2 separate regions of the Ovis aries genome follow, and region 1 is linked to region 2. Evidence: chromatin contacts called from public Hi-C data. All regions are on one chromosome and are shown on one strand. The core of a region is the stretch at or near the end of the contact, and the rest is flanking DNA. Distances in the headings are between cores, read along the strand shown.

Region 1 (3,421 bases), core at 616-3,115, 130 kb before region 2:
CCATGACAAACCTAAACAGCATATTAAAAAGCAGAGACAACACTTTGTCGACAAAGGTCTGTATAGTCAGAGCTATGGTCTTTCCAGTAGTCATGTATAGATAGATATGAGAGTTGCACCATAAAGAAGGCTGAGCACTGAAAAATTGGTGCTTTTGAACTGTGGTGTTGGAGAAGACACTTGAGAGTCCCTTGGACAGCAAGGAGATCAAACTAATCAATCCTAAAGGAAATCAACCCTGAATATTCATTGGAAGGACTGATATCGAAGCTGAAGTTCCAACATTTAGGCCCCCTGACACAAAGAGCAGACTCATTGGAAAAGACCCTGATGTTGGGGAAAATTGAGGGCAGGAGGAGAAGAGGGCAACGTGATGAGATGGTTGGATGGCATCACTAGCTCAATGGACATGAGTTTGAGCAGACTCTGGGAGATGGTGAAGAACAGGGAAGCCTGGAGTGCTGCAGTCCATGGGGTCACAGAGAGTCAGACACGACTGAGTGACTAAACAACAACAACCACAATAACACAACTGAACCCATACGCTTTGGGCCATATTTCCCTGTCATCCTGACCACAACAAACTTGGAAAGGAGATGGGCTCCTGCGGTCTCCTGTCAAAGGCCAGCTGCTTGAAAGTCGGGCTGGGCACACTGACTCTAAACTGGGTAGTGACTAACCCATCGGAGCCTCTGGCAGGACATCTGAATGTGAGATACTGAGAGGGCTTGGAGAGTGAGGTGGTCCAGGAACTTGAGACACAGAGAGAAGGGGAACCGTGGAAACCACGAGCAAACAGGACCATCATGGCTCAGGAAAGGAGACTGGCTAAAGCAGTCACAAGGCAACAGGGCTCCATCCAGATAGATGGTTAGGAGCTCAGAGGAATTTGCAGAGAGAAGGCAGGGATGGGACCAGGAGCCGGAGAAGCCCCGACAGGTGGACTTGGAAGAAGATGGGGAAGGCGAGAGACAAAACCGTGAACACCAGCTGGAAGGGTGGGTCAGTGGCTGTGGAAGAGGTGTTCCTACCAGAGGGGCAAGGTCCAGCCTTGCTCTAGGGCCCCTGTGACCCTAGACCCTCGGCCGGCAGCATATTCCTGCACATCCTCCAGCCTCAGCAAATTCTGGCCGCTGCCTTTTCAAAGAGCAACTGATGGAGAAAAAGAAAAAGTAAGACCTGCCCTTCCCCTCCGGGAGAGCTTCACATCTCCTTCTCGTAAAAGTGGAGCTGATAAGGAGCATGTGAAAGAGAAGAGCTAAACCCACGGGCTTCACAGCTGAGCAGAGATGGGCTCAATTCCCAGCTCTGCCATTTGCTCGGAGTGCAAGCTGGGAAGGATTTCTTGATCTCTCTAAGGCTCTTCATCAGTGTCTGTAAAAAAGGCACAGTGATAGGGCTGGGCACAGGCGGCTGTGAGGATTACGGGAGATAGAGCGGCTTTCACGATCAGAGCCCTCAGACCAGCGGGCATTTCCTCACATCACTGCGGTCCTAGCGCACCCTCCTCAGGTCCTCTGCACTGCATGTGTTGGGTGGGTGAGTGTGTGGGGGGCGCGGCAAGCAGAGGACGGAGAGGGCACCAGGAGAATGGGTCAAGAAGGATGCTCTAGTTATCCCAGGAGAGGGGCCCCAGAGCCCCACTTGATCACAGGAGAATCCCACCAGCCCCTCCTGGGGTCCATTGGCATCAGTCCACCCTCCACTGTGAGCAGCATCCTTTCTGTGCTCCAGGGAGGACCTAGTGACAGGGACACTCCAGCTGCAGGGGAGTTCCTAGAAAGTCCGATGGAATGGCTGTCATTCCTCCGCCGTGAGTCATCAGCCCCAGCAAAGCCCACTGGTATTTCCGAGTCTGTTCCCAGTGCCCGGAGCTGGGCCCAGCGGCTCGGCAGCTGCGGGGAGTGGAATGCGGCTCCCCCCAGCACTGTGTCCTGGGTTTCGTTTTCTGGAAAGGCTCGTGGCCCCCGGAAGTAGGGAGGCACCCTGAAGGTCATCTCGTCCAGGCCCCTGCCTCTGGGCCCAAAGATCTTAAGACCTGGGGTGTCTGGGGACCTCCTCTGACCCATCCGAGTGTGAAGACCAGGGGTACCAGGGTGGGGACAGGAAAATGATGTCCCTTCCTCCACTGTCTCCTTCATCTTCTGCCAGAAGGGCTGCAGGTGACCGGGGGAAGGAACTCACAGGAAGAATAGCTTAGCCCCAAGGGCGTGTCTGTCCCCACACGTTTCTCCTTCCTCTTCTGTTTTGGTGTCCAGGCCAGGCCACCCCTGCTTCCCTGTCCATCCAGGCCATGCACCAAAAGCCTGTGGCAGCCCCATGTCCTGGAAGCTCAGGGCTGTCCTAACTCTGGATGGTGGCTGCAGGTTTTGGTGACTGAGCGCCTGTGGCTGGGACGGGTGCTGGACGGCCAGCCTCTGCTCTCTGAGTCATGCCAGCAGCCCTGCGGGAGGTGTTCTCATCCCATCTTTCCCAAGTACAGCAAATTTCAATGACTTCATCAAGATCTGCAGCCAGACTTCCTAGGGCCGAGGCGAACCCTCTGGAACCAATTTTCAACCACCGACAGCAGCTTCAGTGGCGCCCGGCTCCTCAAGCATCTCCCATCGAAGTGAAAGAACAACACCCTCTCAGGCCACAAGCCACAACCCTCTGCCCCTCAGCCCTGGCAGGAAGAACTCCACGTGTCCCCTCTGGACCATGAGGCTCATCCGCCAGCACCATTTAAGGTAGGCGAACCCTCTCGGCGTGCAGCCCCCGGCCGGAGTTTGACTCTGCGGGTAGTGCCTGCTCTCCTTTCTGAGTTTCCTGGGCAGTAATAGCAGCCCCCCAGGGAGGGAGCCATTGTTGAGGGGGACCCAAGGGTCAGTGCCCCCCCAAACCCGGTGTCCTACCAACACGCTGGTCATCTGCATTTACCAGCTCCCAAAGGAAGATTCTTGTGAGCACACAGTTGTCTGTGGTCGGGGGACGATCTCCAACTGCTCCTCGTTCCTGGGCCCGCAGCCAGCTGCCTTGGACGGTCAGAGGTGAAATCTGAAAGCTGGTGAATGGGAGAGCGGAAGTCCGGCCGGGCTGAGCTGAGCCCATTCATGAAAAAGGTCTGGTCTCACTTCCTTATTGCCAGGCGTGGTGTGCGTGTGCGCGCACACGCTCTGTCGCTTTCCGCCTCGCTTCTTCCCACCCTTCGCTTTTGTCTTTCTTGTTTTTCTTTGCCTTTTTTTTTTTTTTTCCCTGCTCTCTCCACAAAAATCTGAAGTTCATCTTCAGGAAACTGCCAAAGAATGTCTAGCTGGTCTGTGGTTTCCAAAAGAAAGACAGAAGGAAACAAAGGAGAAAGAAAGGAGGGAGAAAGGAACGGAGGGAGGAGGGAAAGAGATTCTACAAAGGTATACTCTCTTCCTCCATGTAAACCTCTCTC
Region 2 (3,240 bases), core at 661-3,160:
ACCCTCGTGGAAAGGGGCTGGGCCCGGGGCCGGAGTTAATCGCTCGCACCTCTGGTTTTCTGCGCGCTCCCCGCGTTCCCTTTCACCTCCCCCTCCTTTCAGGGAACCGCTCGCCCGGTTCACCCATCCCGCACCCGCCCGACCACGCTCGCCCTCCGTGCCCCGGTTCTGAGACCCTCCTTGCTCCGCGAGGGAGGTGCTGGGCTGACCTCGGGGTGTCGCGAGAGCCCCGACCCACGCGGCGCTCGCCGCACGTGCCAGCTCGGCCAGCACCCGGGACGCAGGGCCCGCTCCTTTCCCCCTCGGAGTGAAATAGCACAGAGGGCAGGGTGGGAGGGGGGTGGCGGGAGGAAGGAGGTGAGGAAACGCCCCCGGATCCCCTCCCAAAGCTGCTTTGACCGGAGGATGCGTCGGAGCACGTGTCGGAGCCGACCGCGTCTCCACCGCAGTCCAGTTCTCGAGGAGAAAGCCCTGGCTGCGATGGAGGCGTGAACCCGGAGGGTCCGCGAGTGTGCCGGCGAGGGACCCGGGGTGGGAGATCTTGGGCCTCGGAGGAAACGAAGGAGTGGTGTCGTTGGCGCTGGGGGAGAGACAGGGAGCCCAATCTACCCCCCTTTCTCGCCCCCCTCCCGGCCCCCCCCCCCGCCCCGGGCTATTTCCTAGAAAGCTGTATCAGTGTGGCCACGCTCGGCGCAGACACCTCGGGCGGCTTGTCAGCAGATGCAGGGCGAGGAAGCGGGTTTTTCCTGCGTGGCCGCTGGCCGCGGCGGAACCGCTGGTAGCCCTGCCCCCGGCCTGCGGCGGCTCGGGGCGCCTCCCCGCGTCTCCCAGTGGCGCCTGCGGCGCCCCAAGAACGGGAGGGTTTCTGCTCCTAGGTCACATTCTCCCACGTCGAAGAAGCGCCCCCTCCCTCCGGACACCAACCCCTCCGCCTTCTTCCTTTCCCCACACATCTGCGTGGTGGGGGGGGTGGGGCGGTGGCATGGGGCGGAGTGGGGGGGTGTATTTTGGTCCCTATAATCGGGTTTCGGAAACAGGCTGAAAATGATTAAGAACGTACATTTCAGGGCCATACATACCCTTTCCCTCTGGGTATGCAAAGTTAACTGTTTTCCAAAATCACCCTCCTTCGGGCTCATATAAGGGATCTTATTTCTCAGTCGTTTGAGCCCACCTCATCTTCAGCTCACCCACCCGTCATTCCTGGATCTTAAATTCGTGGGCTGGAGTGTAGCGATCATGTTTGAGGAAACCAGAGTCGGAGGGTCGTATTTTTGGCGGGATGCACCTACAGAATGGGCTGCAATTACAGGGAATAAGTAGGGATCGGTGGGGTTTTGTGGTTTTTTTGGTGGGTTCCCCTCTCCTGGGCCCCTGGCTTGGTGGAGGGAGAGGGCCTCGGAGAGCTAAGGGAGAGGGTGGGGGGCGGCGCGGGGGACCGCGTTTGAAGTTTGGTCGGGCCAGCTGCTGTTCTCCTTAATAACAAGAGGGGAAAGGAGGGAGAGACTGAAAGGAGGAGGGGAGGGCCGGGAGGGGAGGGAAGGGGAGGAGGAACCGGAGAGGGGGGTGAGGCGAGAGGGAGGAGAAGTAACTGCCCAGCCAGTTTGCGTCACTGCCTCAGCGAGCAGAGAGCCGAGCGAGCTGGGGAGAGCAGACAAGTTTGAAGGGGAGGGCAGAGAGAGTCAGCCGCCCCCGGGGCGCTCCTCTCCCACCGCCCATCCTTCCCTTTCCACTCTTCCTCCCCGGCTTCTCTCTCTCTCTCTCTGCCTTTAACTCTACCCCTCTAAAAAAACCCTTATTTAGCCAAAGGAAGGAGGTACGGGGAATCCTCTCCCCTCCCCCCTCCCAAAAAACCCCCAACTTTTCCAGTCCGGAGATCGCAGGGGCACGAGCGAGTAGCCAGCTGGCCATGGAGCTGCTGTGCGGCGAGGTGGAGCCGGTCCGCAGGGCCGTGCCGGACGCCAACCTGCTCCACGACGACCGCGTGTTGCAGAACTTGCTGACCATCGAGGAGCGCTACCTGCCCCAGTGCTCCTACTTCAAGTGCGTGCAGAAGGACATTCAGCCCTACATGCGCAGGATGGTGGCCACCTGGATGCTGGAGGTAGGGCTGCAGGCAGGCGCTCCGTCGGCGCCCGCGCCGGTCCCGGAACCTGGGCGAGGGCAGCCTCGGGAGCCCGCCCCCCCACTCCTGCGCCAGAGCTTACCCCCGCGCCCTCGGCCAGACGCGTGGCTTCCTCTCGGTTCCTTGCGGGGGGTGCAAGATTCCCGGGGCGGGGGGAGGGGGAGAGCAGCGAGGTTGTCCCAGGGCTGGGGGTGGGGGAGCATCCCGAGCGCGTGTGCCTGCATGCGGCTGCCACCTCTTCCCACCGGCACCCACCCCCGCCGCGACCTTTTGCTAAGCCGAGGCTGCTTGCGGTGCCTTGAAGAAGAGAATGGGAGGGTGAACCCCGAAGTTAAAAAGTCAGCTGCACCCCCTTCCCCCGCAAAGGCCAGAGCAAATGGGTCCTAGCCTCGGGTCCCCGCATGTGGTCGGGACTCCGCGTTGGCACTTAAGGGGGGAGGGAGAGGGCGGAGGGAGAAGAGAAATGGGGAATTCAGGAGCCCCGGAAGTCACACTGAAGAAACGTGTGTTTTCGGGGAACCCAGAAGAAGCACTTCTTTCCCCTTGCTCCGAACCCTTGCCGTGTGCCCACGTCTGCACGGCTCCGGACCTGCCGTGGTTTCGCCATGTTGCTTTGTAAACTCGGGGGTGGAGCGGCTGGACGCGTCGCCTGCTCCCCCTCGCACCCCACGACCCCGGTCCCCCCACTTCTGATGGCGCCCTCTCTCCCCCATCACCCACCCCGCCCCCTCGTGAAGGTTACTTACGGTTCGGCCTTCAGTTTCCTGGGTGCGGAGATCTGGGTGGGGTGGGAGGGGGAGGAGGTGTGTGCAGGGGGGATAGCGGGGCCCCCCCGAAGGAGAGGCCGGAGCCCCCCGCGCCTCTCCCCGGCGGCTCCCCGTCCACGAGCGTCCCCCAGCTCTTCGCCACCGTCCCCGGCCTCTGCCCTTGTGGGCCGCGGCCGGACACTCCCGCCGCCGCGCTCTCCCCTGCAAGTTTCCCCTCGGGATCCGAAGCCCCAGGGGTCGCGCTCCAGACCTTCCCGGCGCCTCAAACCTCCGCTGCGGGAAGCCTGGGTCCTCTGCGGGGTTTTCACGGCGAAAGGGCTTTTCTGGGATATTTCCTCGATTTTTAAT

The links. Hi-C and Micro-C count contacts between places; a contact is called where the count stands out from the background.
Region 1: a contact with region 2 is called in a Hi-C map of liver, with 2.8 times the contacts expected there. The contact joins the enhancer-like site here to the promoter of CCND2 in region 2. A contact is called at or near these places in 7 of 16 Hi-C or Micro-C datasets (blood, liver, omental adipose tissue and 2 more).

What each region holds. Positions count from the first base shown.
Region 1 is chr3:211,748,200-211,751,620 of ARS-UI_Ramb_v3.0, reverse strand. No RefSeq gene overlaps it. Among named protein-coding and RNA genes, the nearest start is that of TRNAG-GCC, 52 kb to the right of the region's middle. Within about 2 kb of position 1,865, at least 11 of the 54 cell types and tissues checked have an H3K27ac peak or open chromatin away from gene starts, as enhancers often do. A contact at or near this core is called in tail adipose tissue, where this site is marked.
Region 2 is chr3:211,619,765-211,623,004 of ARS-UI_Ramb_v3.0, reverse strand. It overlaps CCND2 (cyclin D2), which reads left to right and starts at 1,910. Exons shown (of 5, transcript NM_001127290.1): 1 at 1,910-2,104. The coding sequence starts at 1,910. It overlaps LOC105608579 (a long non-coding RNA gene), which reads right to left. Exons shown (of 3, transcript XR_006059463.2): 1 at 2,872-3,240.